2 separate regions of the Mustela erminea genome follow, and region 2 is linked to region 1. Evidence: chromatin contacts called from public Hi-C data. All regions are on one chromosome and are shown on one strand. The core of a region is the stretch at or near the end of the contact, and the rest is flanking DNA. Distances in the headings are between cores, read along the strand shown.

What was found. A called contact is a pair of places that touch in the nucleus more often than the background predicts.
Region 2: a contact with region 1 is called in a Hi-C map of fibroblasts, with 3 times the contacts expected there. The contact joins the promoter of ANKH here to the enhancer-like site in region 1. A contact is called at or near these places in 2 of 3 Hi-C or Micro-C datasets (fibroblasts and skeletal muscle).

What each region holds. Positions count from the first base shown.
Region 1 is chr3:152,468,415-152,476,366 of mMusErm1.Pri, reverse strand. LOC116587056 (a long non-coding RNA gene) reads left to right here. Exons shown (of 3, transcript XR_004284283.1): 2 at 674-840; 3 at 937-1,307. Among named protein-coding and RNA genes, the nearest start is that of ANKH, 100 kb to the left of the region's middle. Within about 2 kb of position 4,891, the one cell type or tissue checked has open chromatin away from gene starts, as enhancers often do. A contact at or near this core is called in fibroblasts, where this site is marked.
Region 2 is chr3:152,571,146-152,579,097 of mMusErm1.Pri, reverse strand. ANKH (progressive ankylosis protein homolog) reads right to left here and starts at 3,717. Exons shown (of 13, transcript XM_032337734.1): 1 at 3,223-3,717. The coding sequence starts at 3,318. LOC116587059 (a long non-coding RNA gene) reads left to right here and starts at 3,946. Exons shown (of 4, transcript XR_004284284.1): 1 at 3,946-7,350; 2 at 7,475-7,568.

The sequences.
Region 1 (7,952 bases), core at 3,642-6,141:
TATGACTTTTGTCTAACCTTCTTTGACTGATCTCGGTTTATAGGGAGTCACTCTTTTACACCAAGAACTCATTACACTTCACATTTAGCGAAAAAATGGAAATGTCTTCTGCTGATGGCTTGACCCGAGTTATGATATCAAAAGACAGCTATTTCAGTTATCTCATATCTAAAATAAAGCAGCTGGAAGACAATCCCAGCCTTTTTTCTCAGGGTAGTGCATGGGCTAATGTAAGCAGCACTGTTGAGCCCTTGTGTCAGAAGTAGAATAATAGGCGGCATTTAGAAAAAAAATACCATGGCGCCTGCCAGTCCTTAGACACTTTTTTTTTTTTTTTAAATTGTGAAATTTATGTGAAAAGCAGTGCGGCGGGCTGTAATATATTAGCACCATCTAGTGGTGATGGCCAGGGCAGCTCCCCGCCCCCCCGCCCGCCACACCCCTCCTCATCTCCATCAAACAAATTAAGGCCAAGCAAGGAACTCTGTAGTCTTCTATCTCAATTTGTGCCAATTTCCACGAGAAAGTGAAAGGTGATGCACAAGTGGAGTGAAAAGATAGAGAAGTGTGCAAACCTAGTGTAATGTTAGTAATAACAATCACGAGTAACGTTTAAGCACTAACTGCTTAATAAGTTTGTAATAAATGCTTTTTTTTTTTGAGAGAGAGAGAGAGAGAGACAGCGTGCAGGAGGAGGGGCAGAGGGAGTGGGAGAGAGCATCTCAAGCTGATAATTCGGATCTGAGTGTGGAGCTCGACCGGGGGCTCGACTTACCAACCCTGAGATCACGACCTGAGCCGAAATGAAGAGTTGGACACTTAACTGACTGAGCCACCCAGGTGCGCCTGTACTAGATGCTTATTCTATAATCATCTTATTCAATCTTCACAAGACTCTATGAGGTAAATATTATTCTTGTTATTCCCAATTTACAGGGCCAAAAACAGGCATGGGGAGCTTCAGTAACTGGCCCGGATTCGACCTCTGGTGTAGAGGACAAAAAACGGACATTGAATTTTCAGACCTTGTCATATTGGTGCCATCAGATGTCCCTGTGACAGGATACTGCAGGTCGGTGCAGCTCAGGCGTTTTCCCAGGCGGAGAAAGCATCCAGTGGGGAAGCAGTGGGGCATACGGATTGAGAATGGGCGCTCCGGAGTCAGACTAGAACTGCGTTCCAGCCGCAGGCCAGCCAATCCCATGTCCTGGGGCCAGGTACAGTAGCCTCTCACAACCTGAGCTGCTGCTTCTGTAAAATGGTAGAATGAAGGCCTTACTCACGGGGGCGTTGGCGGTGTTGGGTGAGATGTGTGTGTAGAGTCCGGGTCGTGGAAGCTGTCGAAGGGCACTTACTAGATTTCCGTTTAAAAAAAAAAAAAAAAAAAGACATTGTAGATTTCGACTTGAACTGCCTTGAAGGCTGAACTCACACAGTGTTTGGACTTCTCCACCTCCTTCCAAGGGTATCAGAGCACCCATTCTGTGGGTGGAAAGAACCGTAAACAATGAATCTTGGAACACTGGAAAAATAAAATAAAAAAAAAAAGAAGGCTTTCTTTTAGAGTTCAATAGCAAATCTGGGATAGAACGGAAAGTAGCGTAATTTCATTCCTAATCTGTCCCTTATTGTGGAAAGAGGGAGTGGCTCCTTCCTACCACATGGAGTTGCTGCCGTTGGCAAGTTCGTTCACACATGGAGTCCGGACAGGTTCATACAGTGGGCAAGTAGCTCTTCCAGCCTGTATGGCGACGGCGGGTCATGAAGATTCGGGAACGACTTCTTTTCTCCTCTCAGGGCAACCCTCTAGCCCTTGCAGGAGGTACCCGGTTTTCATGATCTTTTCTCGGGGCACCGCAGGTGATCGCCATGGGATGGTGGAGAAATCTCTCCCCTTGGAGCTCTTTCTTCTCTGTCCATGGCCTCCTGTCTGCTTGTTCAGTGCAGTCTGAGGAGGTGGCAGGAGGGGACGGCCGAAGGCAGAACTTCGATCTGGATGATATAAGACAGGACGTCAGTGTAACGGGAGGGCGTTGGCCCTCATGGCCTTGTTTAGAAGAAAATCTGATTCTTCCCACTGTCCAGGATCAGCTGGGAGAGCATGACTCCTTTGAGCTTTGCTGGACATGACCACGGCCCTGTTCCTGTTTTATTTTTGGCTTCTTTCCACAGCTTTGTGCAACTTGAATGTACAGAGGGACTTGTGTTAATATCCTCGTGTCATATCACCTCTAACACACTGCCTGCCCAGCAGTCAGAGATGGTCTTATGAACACTGGTCATGGGGGATAACGTCCCTTCCTTGTCTAAAGCCATCCAGTGGCTTCCCATTGCTCTTACTAAAAAGTGCAGAATCTGCAACTTGACTTACGAGGGCCACGGGTGGGCTCGATGCAGCGGACTTCTCCACTCACCTTCAGCTCCGTCTCCGACCCCTCCCAGCCTCCTCCTGACACGGCGGACACTTTGGTTCCAGTGTGCACTAAGCTCTCCAGACCTCAGGGTCTCTATCTATTTTATTCCCTCTGCTGGGATGAGCCTCTACGGACTCACTCCCATTTATCCCTAGACTCGTGTTCCCAAGTTTTGCTGTGCATTAGAATTACCTTGGGGGCTTTAAAAGAATCTTGATTCCCACACTTTACCCCAAACTGGTTCCATCAGAATCTCCAGAAGTGAAACCCAGGAAAAAGTTTTTTTTTTTTTTGAAGCTCTCCTGGTGCTTTCAATGTATAGACAAGCTTGAAAGCCAGTTCTAAGATTAGTAGGTGCCTAATTTCTAATTTTCCCGCCTAGTTTGGGATTCCTTCCTTATGCGTTCTCATAGTCCTCCATACGTTCCCACATGTGTTGGTTGCCTCTCCTACTAGACTATAAGCTCCATGAGCTATAAGTGTCCATTGTGTGCACTTGCCTCTTCCTGGGGTGTGGCACAGAGCCTGGCATTCAGGGGGTGTCTGATCAATAACCGGGGAAAGCAGGAAAGCTGGCATGTGGGTTTATTAGTTTTCCTACCACTTAAAGTTGGTCCTCCTCAAAGGCTAGAAAGCCGCAGCTTGCTGGGACTCAGGCACCCGTGCCCACATGGTGAGTCAATGAAACAGGTGTTAAGAAGAGGAGGGCTTCCTGCTGGGAGGCAACCATACTTCTATCACCTGGGGAGTGTTTCCTTGCCTTGGGGAACGTATCTACTGCTGGGCCATGGCAAAGACCAGGATTATCAAGGATTACATTTGATCGTTGGGCAACCCTCCCACAAAGATATTGGCCTACTAACTTATTTTTAATTAATTGTCTTCAACAGTGAACATTTGCCAAGAAAAACATTCTCAACCCTCAATAGTCAAAGGATATTCCGATCTGACTCTTGCTCAAGTTGATAGCATATTTCTTGATGAATAGTCACGGGTATGGGCAATACATTAAAAATAAGTTAATAGAGTGACTTATTTGCACAAAAGCAGCTGATTGGGATCAATATCACCCTAGAATATCCTTACAGGGACCCCGGGTAGGCTTGGTGTACGACCCCCAGGACGCTATCTTGAAGGACAGCTTAGCGGTGTGCTCAAAAGGATAAAAAAATTAAGATGCTTTTTCATGTAAAATGCACTGATCAATTAAAGATAATGATAGGACGATCCTGACCTCCATCTCAATGGTTTGCATTTTCTTTTCTGCATCCACTTTTACAGACTTGTTGCATTGTATCACAAACACGGAAAATGATCTTACTGAAAGGAAATGTAAGCAGTAGTCATATTGAATGACTTGACATCCCAACTAGCATCTACCAGAAGATTCTGCAGCTGACCCCTTCTGCAGCTCCACATGATTCATTTTGTGCTAACGTCTCCCAGTCTCCACCCTTAGAATGAAAGTAATAAAATTTGCCTTTAATTAAAGTCTCTAAAGTTGGGTCCAATGGAAAAATGAAATACTTGAGGATATGACTTAGCCTGTGCTAGGAATTTTATAGGCAGTTCACCAAGGATTTTTTTTCCAAGTGATTTGCACGATAGGCAGAATGTATTTTAAGCTGAACGCCCTGAACTGGAAACCGCGCACAATAACCTGTCCCAAAAGCAATTATCGCATCAGGACACACCCGTTGGGATTCAACACTCCTATTTAAAGTCTGTCCAAACACCACAGCCCACATGTATAATGGCTTTGGCAGAAGGGTGAGAACCAGCATCTGCCAGAATCTTATTTAACGGAGCAGGAAATGGATGTTTTCCGAACCAAACTTTTAAAAGTCGAGAAATACCTATTTGGTGAACAGGATTTATGGTTTCATTCCCATGAGAAGAAGAAGAAGTAAAAGAAAATGGACAGAATGTAATTCCATGAAGACATCACAGCCCTGGAGCCCATTTTCTAATGGGAACGGAGGGTGTTTGTGGAGCTGGCTGAGAAGTAATCTGCTCTAAACACAAGGTTTTTCTACCCGTGCAAAAATATTTTAATCTCTGAGATTTCGAGTATAAGATTCAGTTCCGGCTTTGCCCTTCCCAGGACGTCTTTGCTAGTACCTCCTCTTCTGTCCTCTGGGTTAGAAGCGCCGCCCCCCGACCCCCTGCCCACCTCCTTCCAGGCCACATACTCATCAATGGCTTTCCGTGTTGTTTGGGATTGCCCTCCTGTCTGTTAGATGATGGCTGTGGATACTGTTCTGCTCATCCTTATTCCTGCCGGACCTAGGGATTGCTGTATCAGTGAATAAAGGAACAAAGATCACCATTGCTATCGTAGGCTTGGTACAGTGTAGGTGGTGACACTTGGAACCCAGGCAAATAAAGCTAGTCATGGGCCACTCTTGTTTGCACATGACTAACTTGTACCTCCGTCTTGCATCATCTGAAGGCTGAGTGTTCTGCATGTCAGGAAGCACTGTGGTTCCATTTAGTCCGTGTGTTTTGGCCCTGGTGGATTCTGGTAGTTGCCTGCTGCAGTGATGTGGGTAGGCAGGCAGGGAGGGAGGGAGCGAGCGAAGCCCGAAGAAATTTCTCAACAATCAAAGCCTGTCTTCTTCAAGGACTTTTCTTTCCTTACTGTTAAAAGAAAATACTACTTTAACACATCTTTCCCTGAATCACCTTCTAAGAGGAGAGAACATAGAAAATCATTTAGAAAAGGTGGTCAAGAATTATTCAGGATAATTCTAGGGGAAAAGCTGCCTTGGCTCGAGGCCCTCGCCTTTGGTGTTCTGTGGAAGATACATTTCAGAGGTCTCAGAGTTGAGGGTGGAAGGTTCAGACTGGCCAGGTATATTGGCAGGTTTGTTAGGGGATTCTGGGTGACAGGCAAGAACTTGACCTCATAATCAAAGGTGGTTTGATGAGGGGCAGAAGAACGGGGTAGAATACTGAAAAGCTATGGAGTGAACTTGAGAAAGGAGATCATAGTTAAAATAAAAAAGCAACAAAGATGATTTCATCTCTTGAGCAAAGGAAATGTGATGTGTAATTTTTTTCCTCAGGAAAGATCAAATTAGCTAGAAAATGTGGCTGGTTTACATTATAATGGTGTGTTAAAATTATTCTGATTCTTAAAACACTAAAGTTTTATGAGAGAGAGTACCTTTACTTAAAACTGTTGCTCCTCCCAATTATACGGAAATAGGTGATGTTATGTAACTCCGAGGAAATGCCCATTCCAACCAAGAAGAGAGCCCATCATCTACATGGGTGGCTGAAGTCTGCTCAGCTTTATCTGTGGTGATTCCGTTCCTGTGACCTCAGAGCCCAAAACATCAACTTTTGTAACTCTCTGCCCCTCTGTTTGTATTTACTTTCTAGAACTCTGTAATATTTACAGAGGGGGTCAATGAGTCTGAGTAACTGAAATGAAATTGCTTGTTCATAAAAAGGTACCTTTTGTGTAGAAATGAAACATAAAAGTCATTTCATGTTATCTTGCTGACGATAAAGCGTAAGTTAACTTCTGTGCTCAAACAAGAGTTCAGTTTTTACAAATTTTATTTTTGTGAGGTCTTTTCACCAATCAACCAGTGAAGGATAGGACAAAATATTACCCAAATCAGCAGGCTTTATCGAGGATACAAATCCTGTGTTCGGAATGTGAGATTTCCTTATAGAAAAGTTGCTAGGGGGACGCCTGGGTGGCTCAGTGGGTTAAGCCACTGTCTTCGGCTCAGGTCATGATCCCAGGGTCCTGGGATCGAGCCCCAAATCAGGCTCTCTGCTCAGCAGGGAGCCTGCTTCCTCCTCTCTCTCTGCCTGCCTCTCTGCCTGCTTGTCATCTCTCTCTGTCAAATAAATAAATAAAATCTTTAAAAAAAAAAAAAAAGAAAGAAAGAAAAGTTGCTAGGGCAATAGCAGGGAAAGGTATCTAGCTATCTGGCCAGAAGACACATGAAAAGATCACTTATCATCAGAGAAATGCAAATCAAAACCACAAAGAAGTATCACCTTATTCCTGTCCAAATGGCTAAAATCAAAACCCAAGATACAGCTAGTGTTGGCGAGGATGTGGAGAAGAGGAACCCTTGCGCACTGTTGGTGGGAATGCAGACTGGTGCAGCCACTCTGGGAAACAGTATGGAGGATCCTCAGAAAATGAAAAATAGAGCTACCCTATGATCAAGCAATTGCACTACTGGGTATTTACCCAAAAGATTAAAAAACAACAACAACAAAAAAACCCACTAATTTAAAGGGATACATGCACCCCTATGTGTATAGTAGCATTATTTACAATAGGCAAGGTATGGAAGCAACCCAAGGGTCCGTTGATAGATTAATGGATAAAGAAGTGGAAAGTAAATACAATGGAATATTACTCAGCCATCAAAAGAATGAAATCTTGCCATTTGCAACAACATGAATGGGGCTGGAGAGTATAATGATAAACAAAATAAGTTAGTCAGTAAAAGACAAATACCATAGGACTTCACTCAGAAGTAGAATTTAGGAAACAAAACGCATGAACAAATTAAAAAAGAGAGAAAGAGAGAGAGAGAGAGAGACAAACCAAAAAGAGACTCTACTATAGAGAACAAACTGGTGTGAGCGGGGGGAATGACTGAAACAGGAGATGAGGATTACGGAGGACACTTACCAGGACGAGCACTAAGCAAGGTATAGGATTGTCGAATCGCTGTATTGTATGCCTAAAGCTAGTATATAGCACTGTATGTTAACTGTACTAGAAATAAAATAAAAAACTTAATAAAAAAAGGGTTTGTTTATGCACAGACAAATGCTGCCTGATAAGCATTTATCGTAATTATAGTAATCATGCAGTAATGATATGAATAATGTGTAATGCATATATGCATTATAATGCATAATGTAATTATATTATAATATTGCATTTTAGGTACCATTTATACATATAGTAATGTAAGTGTCTTCTTTTTTCTTTTTAAGATTTTATTTACTTATTTATCACACAGATGCCAGGACTCTGGGATCCTGAACTGAGCTAAAGGCAGATGCTTAAGGTACTGAGCCACCCAGGTCCCCCATGTAATTGTTTTCTTAAAAACAAACAAACAAACAAAGTATCTCTCTATCTCTCTTTGCTAGTATCTACCATGTATAGGCACCACACTAGGTAAATTACATTTCATTTATTCTTCCTCACAAGACCCTAGAGTGGTATTGCTAGTCTGGCTATGTCACAGATGATCTGATGTGGAAAATACTTAAGAGGGACAGCTGGGTGGTCCAGACCTCATGGTCTGTTAAAGGAGTGAATGGAGCTCCAGCAGTCACCAAAGCTTGAGTTCCTACCCATTTCAGTATAACATCTTTGATCACTGACTGTTTATAAAATGTTTTCATTCTAATTTAGAAAACAAACCCAAATGTAAAAAAACAAAAAGACTGGGGTGCTACGTTAACATCATAAACCAACTCTATCTCAGCTTATACGGTTTTAATTTGCAAGCCAATTCCAAGTGAATTCCAAGCTACTTTTTGGAC
Region 2 (7,952 bases), core at 2,468-4,967, 100 kb before region 1:
CCACAGGGTTCTACAAACACGATTTTACTTTCTGCGATAATGGACTGATTCTCATTGTTTCCTAGGGTGTTTTCATTTACTATTAAAAAGCAGGTTATTCTAGGTCAAGCAGCTTTTCTCCCCCATGTAGGATGTACTCCTCCCTCACAACCCCCCCAAATTACTGCCACCACCAAAATTTAAAATGTGATAACAGGTTTTGCTAACCTTGTTAGAACACTCCATAATATTTGGGTTTCCTCCCTGACTGAGCCATAAAATTATAGGGAAATCTATCTACAACCGAATGTTCATACATCAGGAGGCTTTGGATGAATCACTGCAGGCTTCTTCCTAGCCAGCCCCTCCCCCTCACGCACCGACAGCTCTGAGATAATTTATGAATATGTAATACCTTTACACAATCGCATATGTGCTGTTTATTCAAATTTCAGTGGAATGCTGCATATAGCTGGATTTCCATTTTAAAAGTTCTATCCACATTTTGTTTACAGAAACAGCAAACTGAGACCTTTATAACCATAAAAAAACCCCTCATCTTACATTATCTTTTGTTCCTGACAAGTCAGAGACTTAACAGCTAATGAGATGTTTTATTTTTTTAATTTTGCATTTCTTGTTCATCTCTAGGACATGTGACCCAAGGGCTGCTTTGACCTTTGACCCCTGTGCTCCTGTTACCCCTCTACTGGAGGATGAGTCAATTTTTGAAATATGAAGTCTTGTTCACTCAAGGCAAGGTATAACACACCTGCACACTCCGAAAGAATGGTGGAGATCTACATGCATCCATCTGTCTCGAACATGATTAAAAACCCACATCAAGAGCAAAGTATTTTCTGAGGTCTAATGCAGACCACTTTTGCAGATAGGTTCATTTTCCTCCTCTCTGTTGTGTTTTAAGGCGGTTGGGGTAAAATGCACTTCTATTCTTACCCACAGGTGCCTGGGTCACTCTTCAATTCCTACAGTAATTCTTCTCCTTCAGCTTAAGAAAACGTAAGTTCTGTTCCTCTACCCTTGCACAATTTTGCAAAACAATTATCATCTGATACCAGGTGGCAAAAGAAGGTTTTTGGAAACCTATCATTCCCTCCCCCCCAACTACTCTGACAGACTATCTCCACAACCAGGCAGCCTGTAACCTCATAAACACACCGGCACTTAAGGGATAAGGGCCTCAGACAACACTTGCTGATAAGACATTTGTGCAAAGAGACAACTCTTCCAATACTTTCCGGACGTCGGCTTTGATAATCAGGTTAGCAACATTTTAAGGATGCGTCTGCATTATTAGACCCACTAAGATAAACCGAATGTGTGACTGTTTCTCATGTCTAGTCTCCCTTTTGGGACCTCAGGAGATCTTTTCCCTTACACTAAAATCAAATGCTTAGTTATATCTGCCTGGCACTAAATCAAGACAAATGTGAGGCAGTAGTATGGTATGTTTCAGGTCATTTAATTACGACAAAGAATACTCTCACCTCCACCAGTTATCCCCTATAATTTTCTTTCTCTTATTCCCTCCCTCTCTTGCTCTCACATACACGCTCACTGTCTCTGTTTCTCTCTCTCTCTCTCTCTCTCTCTCTCTCACTCACACACACACACACACACACACACGCTATGACAGCTCAGGGAGAAGGGATCAGGTGAACAGCTCCGGCTTTCTGACCTTTGGGATCACTCCAAGAAAATAAGCCTTAAATAGTAGAAGGTGCAGGTGAGCTTACAGCACTGGACTCATCTAAAATGTGCAGGGCAGTGTAGTAAATTCAGTCCTAGAACCTTTCCACAGATTATACAAAACACCTAAAGTCCCCAGTGCTATGAGAGAAGAGAAGGTGGGCAGAAAGGAGGCGGAGCAGCAGAGATGCCCTGGGGAGACCCTAGGGAGCAAAGTGGCAACAGAAAAAATATAATAGTTCACCGGAGGTCACCGGAGGAAATTAGTTTGCTTACTAGGCAAAGGTCTCTAGACACTATACCTTTGTGAACATTTCTGGGCCAGAAAATTTGAAGTACAAGTAGCTTACAATGGGGGCCAAGCATTAGTGAGCTTACAGAGTTGAATCAAGCAAAAGTTCTGAGTACAGAGAGACAAATCCAAGCAGATACTCATCCGACAGAGCAGTCAAACAGACCCCCTTCTGAAAGGGGGTATTTTAAAAAACAAAAAGTGCACCAACACAGGTGCATTTTTTTATACATATATTCCTTGAAGTCTCTCGATTTTAAGTCAAAGAAATAAGATAGTACAATACCGGGAGTGAGGCTCATCACTGGCTGGGGCCAGTCCCCACACCTGCCTCCTTGACAGGAGGCAAGCCACTGACTCCCACCCCCCATCCTCTCCCTGGCCTTCAAACGCAGCTGCAACCCGCTGGAGGCTCTGCGAAAAAGGTTCCCACAGGCAAAGTGTAGAGTACCAGTGCCCCACTGTTGGGAGAGTCTGCAGCGCTGGGGATTTGCAATGACGCCACATGGAGAGAAACGGGGAGGGGGTGGGGGGGCATGAAAAAGAAACAAGGACGAGAAGGCAACAAACAAAAATGCACCCCCCTGCTTTAGTGGTCCAAAAGGGAAAAAAAAGGTGTGGGGGAGAGAGAAACCCCAAATTAGAGATGGTCAACGGTTGGCTTATCAGGACACATTTGGGTACCCTTAATCCATACCTGGGCAAAAAAAAAAAAAAGAAAGAAGAAAAGAAAAGAAAGAAGAAAATTAGAAGTACCTGGGAAATGAACTTGGACACGTTCTAATACAAAATCTCCCCATCATCGCCATCACCATCACCACCAACACCGCGTAAATAAAAACCAAGCACTTGAGCTATTAGCAACTACATTCTACTTACAGACCTGACGTTTACATAATAACAAATTACATAATACTCCTGCTGTGCACTAAAAACCCTTCTATAGGTGAAGCTCTAAACCCTCTGGTCTTTTAACATTTTCCAGAGAAAGCTGGAAAAGTCGGCTGAATAACTGGGGGGAGGGGGAGATGGAGTGCTGGAAAAGTCATCCTTGACAAGCTGCAAGCCCCACCAAATGCTCCCGGATAAAAAGGGACTCGGAGCAGGTGACTCCCCGCGGCTTTCATCCCCTGGCGCCCGGGTGTCTAAGGCCAAGGCAGAGCGAGCCCGGCGCGGGGCGCAGGGCGCGGGGTTCAGGGCGGAACTGCCCGGGCCGGGCGAGGGGCGCGGCCGGGGCTTACCTGCTCCCCGAAGTCGATGGCTATGTTGGTGATGCCCAGGGGCACCAGGAACCGGATCAGGGGCCAGTAGTGCGTGAGCGCCGGGAATTTCACCATAGTCCCCGCCGTGGGCTGACCCCACACACATCTGCCGCCGCGAGGGGACTCTGCCGGGAGGCGCGGGGCGAGTGGGCCGAGCGGGGGCGCGGGCGGACGGAGGCCGCGTCCGGCGGGGCCTCGGGGCGGCGGCGGCGGCTCCTCCTCGCGGCTGCGGCGCCCTCTCCAAGCGCGGCTGCTCTAGCAGGAGATCCGCAAGCTCAAGTCCATCCCTGCTGCCCTCCCACACAACAAAGATCTGCCGGGAAAAAAAAGAGGAGGGACAGCGGCGGCGGCGGCGGCAGCAGAAGGTTCTGCTGACAGCGGCTCCATTATAAGCGCTCTGGGGCCCGGAAATAAATAAATAACCGCGCGCACGAGGCGCCGCCGCCGCCGCCGCCGCCGTGCGGAGGAAATCAGGGGCGGGCGCGGAGGCGCGGACACCGCCGGCGGCCCCGGGGGCGGGCGGGCGGCGGGCTGGGGAGGGGCCGGGCCGGCCGGGCGGGCGGCGCCCTCCTTTCCTCCGCCGCCGCCTGCGCTCGGCGCGGCCGCGGGGGGCGCTGCGCACGCACAGGCCGCGGGGCCGCCGCCGCCTCCGCGGCTCCCGAGGCCGCGCGGGCTGGGACTCGCTGCGGTGCCCGGGCCGGCCGCGGAGCGGCGGGAGGGCGCCGCGGGGAGCTGAGGGCCGGGGGCGCCGAACCGCTGGAGGCCTCGGGGACGCCCGGGTTCAGGCAACCGGGCCCTGTCGCCCGCCCCGCGGGGCCCGGGTCCGGCGTCCCCTCGCCGTCCCGGGAGCGACCGGGGCGTGTGCGAGCCTGGCAGCCGGGGGACGTGAGCGCGGACGCGCGGGGCGGGATCCAGGCGCGCGGGGCTGCGAAGGAGCGGGAGCCCCCGGCTGTCCCCGGCGAGCGCCGCGCGCACTCCGTCCCCCGGGGGCCGCCTCGGGCGGGCGGAGACGGACCGAGGACGCCCCTCCCGGGCTGGGGCTGGGGCTGGGGGGCCTGCTTCGGGCCCACCTGGGAACGGGGGGCCGGGAGAGAGAGGGAGAGACGCTCCGGAAGGCGGGGGAGGGGGGAGCGCAGAGACAGAGCAACGGTCGCAGCGAAGGGGGCATCGCTCTCGGGGTGTCCCAGGGGAAAAGGCGCCGAGGGCCGCGGGGACCGCTCCCTGCACCCGCCCAGGCCGGGCCCGCCGTCCTTGGGGAGCGCTGGGACCTGCCTCCCGCCGTTTGCTAACGTGAGCCCAGATCCTCCCCAGTGCACCGCCGTTTTAAACCCACCGCAAACTCGAAAAGTCTGTCTCTTTTAGATAAACAAGGGGAAAGAAGAAAGAAAACACGGTTTTTTATTATACGGTGCCCCAGTGACTTCAGGGCAAAGACTAGCCGTGCCGAGGGTTTTCCCTAAAACTTAAGGCGAGCTTGACAGCCAAGCCAGCATCCGTGTGCGCCAGGGCACGAGGACAGCGGGTGGAGGCCCCGGGAGGGAGGAGTGCCGCATGCAGGCAGGGCTTCGTGGGAAACCTCTGTCCCTTCGGCTAAATGTTGTCCTGAACCAAAAACTGCTCGCAGAAAATAGTTTATTAAAAGGAAGCGGGGGAAAGCGCCTCCTGTGCAGGGTCGGCTTCACGGGCTTATGACCCGTGTCGCCGCAGCGAAAGTCCCAGCGTTTGGAAGACTTGTATTGGTTTATCCGACACTGTTGCCCTCTTGAAATTTCTAATTTTGGAAAGAGAGCCCATCCTGCTCAGATGATTTTACACTCCCCCCCCCCACATCGCATGATTCTTTTAAAGTTTAATTAGCATAATGAATTAAAGTAATCTATTGTTAAAAGCCCTAAAGTAATTTTGCAGCTAGGAATGAACCCATTACCTCACATGTAGCTTTGTAAAGCTGGTGCTCATAGCAAGCTAGACACCTCAACTTTCTGGTTTCAGGCATTTCACAATGTATTTGTAAGGATCAAATGTTTTCCATATTTTATGCCGTTTAAGAGACCTTTTAAAATTCCACACGGTCCACACAAGGCCTTGAGAAAGAGGAAGATAATTCACCCTGTAGCTCTGATGTAACCTCAAATGACATTCCCTATAATTAAAATGAAAATTTGGTAATTATTTATTGTGTTACCTGGTGTCAAGTAATATTTTCTAAAAGACTTCCCAGAAAAACAGGAAGTACTTGTGACAGGACTCTTCTCTATGACAAGTTCCCAAAAGGTGTGTTTTAATATAGTCAAATCTTATTTAATATATACCAAGAGAGCTTGTTATTTAAAGGAATTCTCTGGGAAGGAGTTCTTTTCTAAAGCAAATATCACCTTACGGTTACTCTAGGTTTCCCTGGGCTCGTTTTACTCAAAGCAATCTAATTACAGTGACCTTTGTCTGGAATGTGGGGTTGATGAGGTCTTCGATCAATACTCATCAAGTCCAGTTTGCTTTGGCTGGTCTCTGGACAAGGACCCGCCACGTCGCTGCCGGTGCTGCTGCTGGCCCATGTACACACACAGCTTCCATCTTCCGGAGGAATGGTGAGAAAGTTCCAGTGAATCAATGAAAGGCCGCCATCCTCGTTTGAGTATTCTGAAAGTGTATTTCTCCAATGAGTGATTGAATAGTGTCATCTTTGATTACGGCAAAGAGCACTTTTTAGATTGGAGAGGCCTCCAAATTTAATTCACATAGTGGCAATATGGAAGTTAAGGGGACATCTGATTATTTTTTTCTGTCAAAGACTCAAAGTCAGAGAACTGATTTCAAAGGGGGGTTTTGGGCCTCTCTTTTGCTTCCTCTTTTTAACTTGGTTGTTGTTTGAAAAGATAAGTCCAGAGAAACAAGTGATGATAATGAATGGGGAGTTTTCTAAATTACACAGAACCCAGAAGAGATCACAAAGTCATTTACACTGGATTCAGAGGGTTATCTTTCAAAGGGTACAGCTTTGTCTTCAATTTATAGCGTTTTTGATCAAAGGACATTGCAAGATTTATAGACTCTAAAAGTGTGAGGAAAGAATATATACATAGAAGAAAATGCTGGAAGAAAATGCTGCACTATTAACTGTGTTTAGGTACAGTTGCATAGTATTATTAATTTCTTTTTATACTTTTCTATATTTAACATAATGGCCATATAGCAGCTTATTAAAAAAAAGTTTTAAAACATATTTATGAAATGTCACCAGAAGTACAAGTGGACATTAATAATCAGAGCATGGGAAAAGTTACTCTTCACGGAAACAATTTTATAAACGACCAGCTATATGCCATTGTGTTGGTGTTTAAAATTATTAAAATTATTAACTCCAATTTTTGAAGAAAAAGTTACATGTGTGCCTCATTTCTTTTTTTTCTGGAATTGGTCTCAAATGATTATGCACAAGTTACCCCTATATCTGTTGCAAAGGACAGAATAAAAGGTCATGTTTAAAATCATCCAGTTCTCTAACTCTGCAACTCGGATTTCCTTAATTGGAGGAGCCCACTGGCAGCAGATGGGAATTGTAGTCATGGACGGGGTCTGGAAGAAGGTGTCAAAAAGATTTGTGAAAGACTGACTTTATAGTGTTATGTACACACTATAATTATCCTCTCTTGTGTATTTAGTGTACCAATTTATTTAACAGATAGTTCTAGTGGAAGATTTAGTCCTGGATATTGGTGTCTTTTTTTGGATATTGGTGTTTTGAAATGAGCAGGAAGCCCCCTCCCCTCATAGACTAGCTATAAATTCAATCCTTATAGTTCTACATCTGAGCCTCATACAATTTTAAGCCATGGCTCATTGGGCGTGGCGTGGGGAAGCCTCAGATTTCTAGACTATTTAACTGTGTTCGTATGAATATTGTTCTATTTGATGAAGTCATGATTTCTGCCCAGATCCAAGCTTCCAGAGAGCAGGAAGACAAGTTGTCTACTTCCCCCCAAGCTGCATGTTTTGCTTTTGTGGTCTCTGTGTCATTCCAGGCTAAGCCTTGTAACAATCTGACTGGGCCAATGATCAAAGCCAGTTTTTGTACTCTCAACACATCCCAACAATGGGAGGTAGGAGGTGAGTGACATGGGTAAATGGTCCAGAAATGGAATATTTGCTATAGATAAACTAGAATTAGCTAGTCATATTCTGCTAGGAGTTTCAGTTCTCACTTTTAATGATTTCTTTAATATTTTTAAAGGGACCACACAGATGCTTCCAAAATGTTGAACCGCGAGAAGGAATAGAGAGTTTCTCTAACATGCTGATATCGATATGGTCTGCAGACTATTTCGGTAAGTGAGAAGAACTGTAAAATGGCATGCTATTTTGGGGGGAAGGGAGGTAGAATGGGAGAGAAATAGGAATATGGTTGTGCATGTATCCATGTATTTGCTTATATTTGTGAAGAAGACACACTGGAAATATAATCCAAAAATTATTCAAGTGCTTATCCATGGGGAAAGAGCGAGCCCAGGGTCAAATAGGGATGGAAGAAGGAATTCTCTGAATGTATTTTGTAATCTAATTTTGGCTTTGGAAACATTCATGTTTCAAATGATGAAAACAGAAAAATAAAGCAAAAGAAGACGATTATAGGCAGAAGACGTATACGTGTCATGCATTTTTTTGTTTTTGTTTTTTCCTCTTTTATTCTGAGGAAAGTATTTGAGACAGCT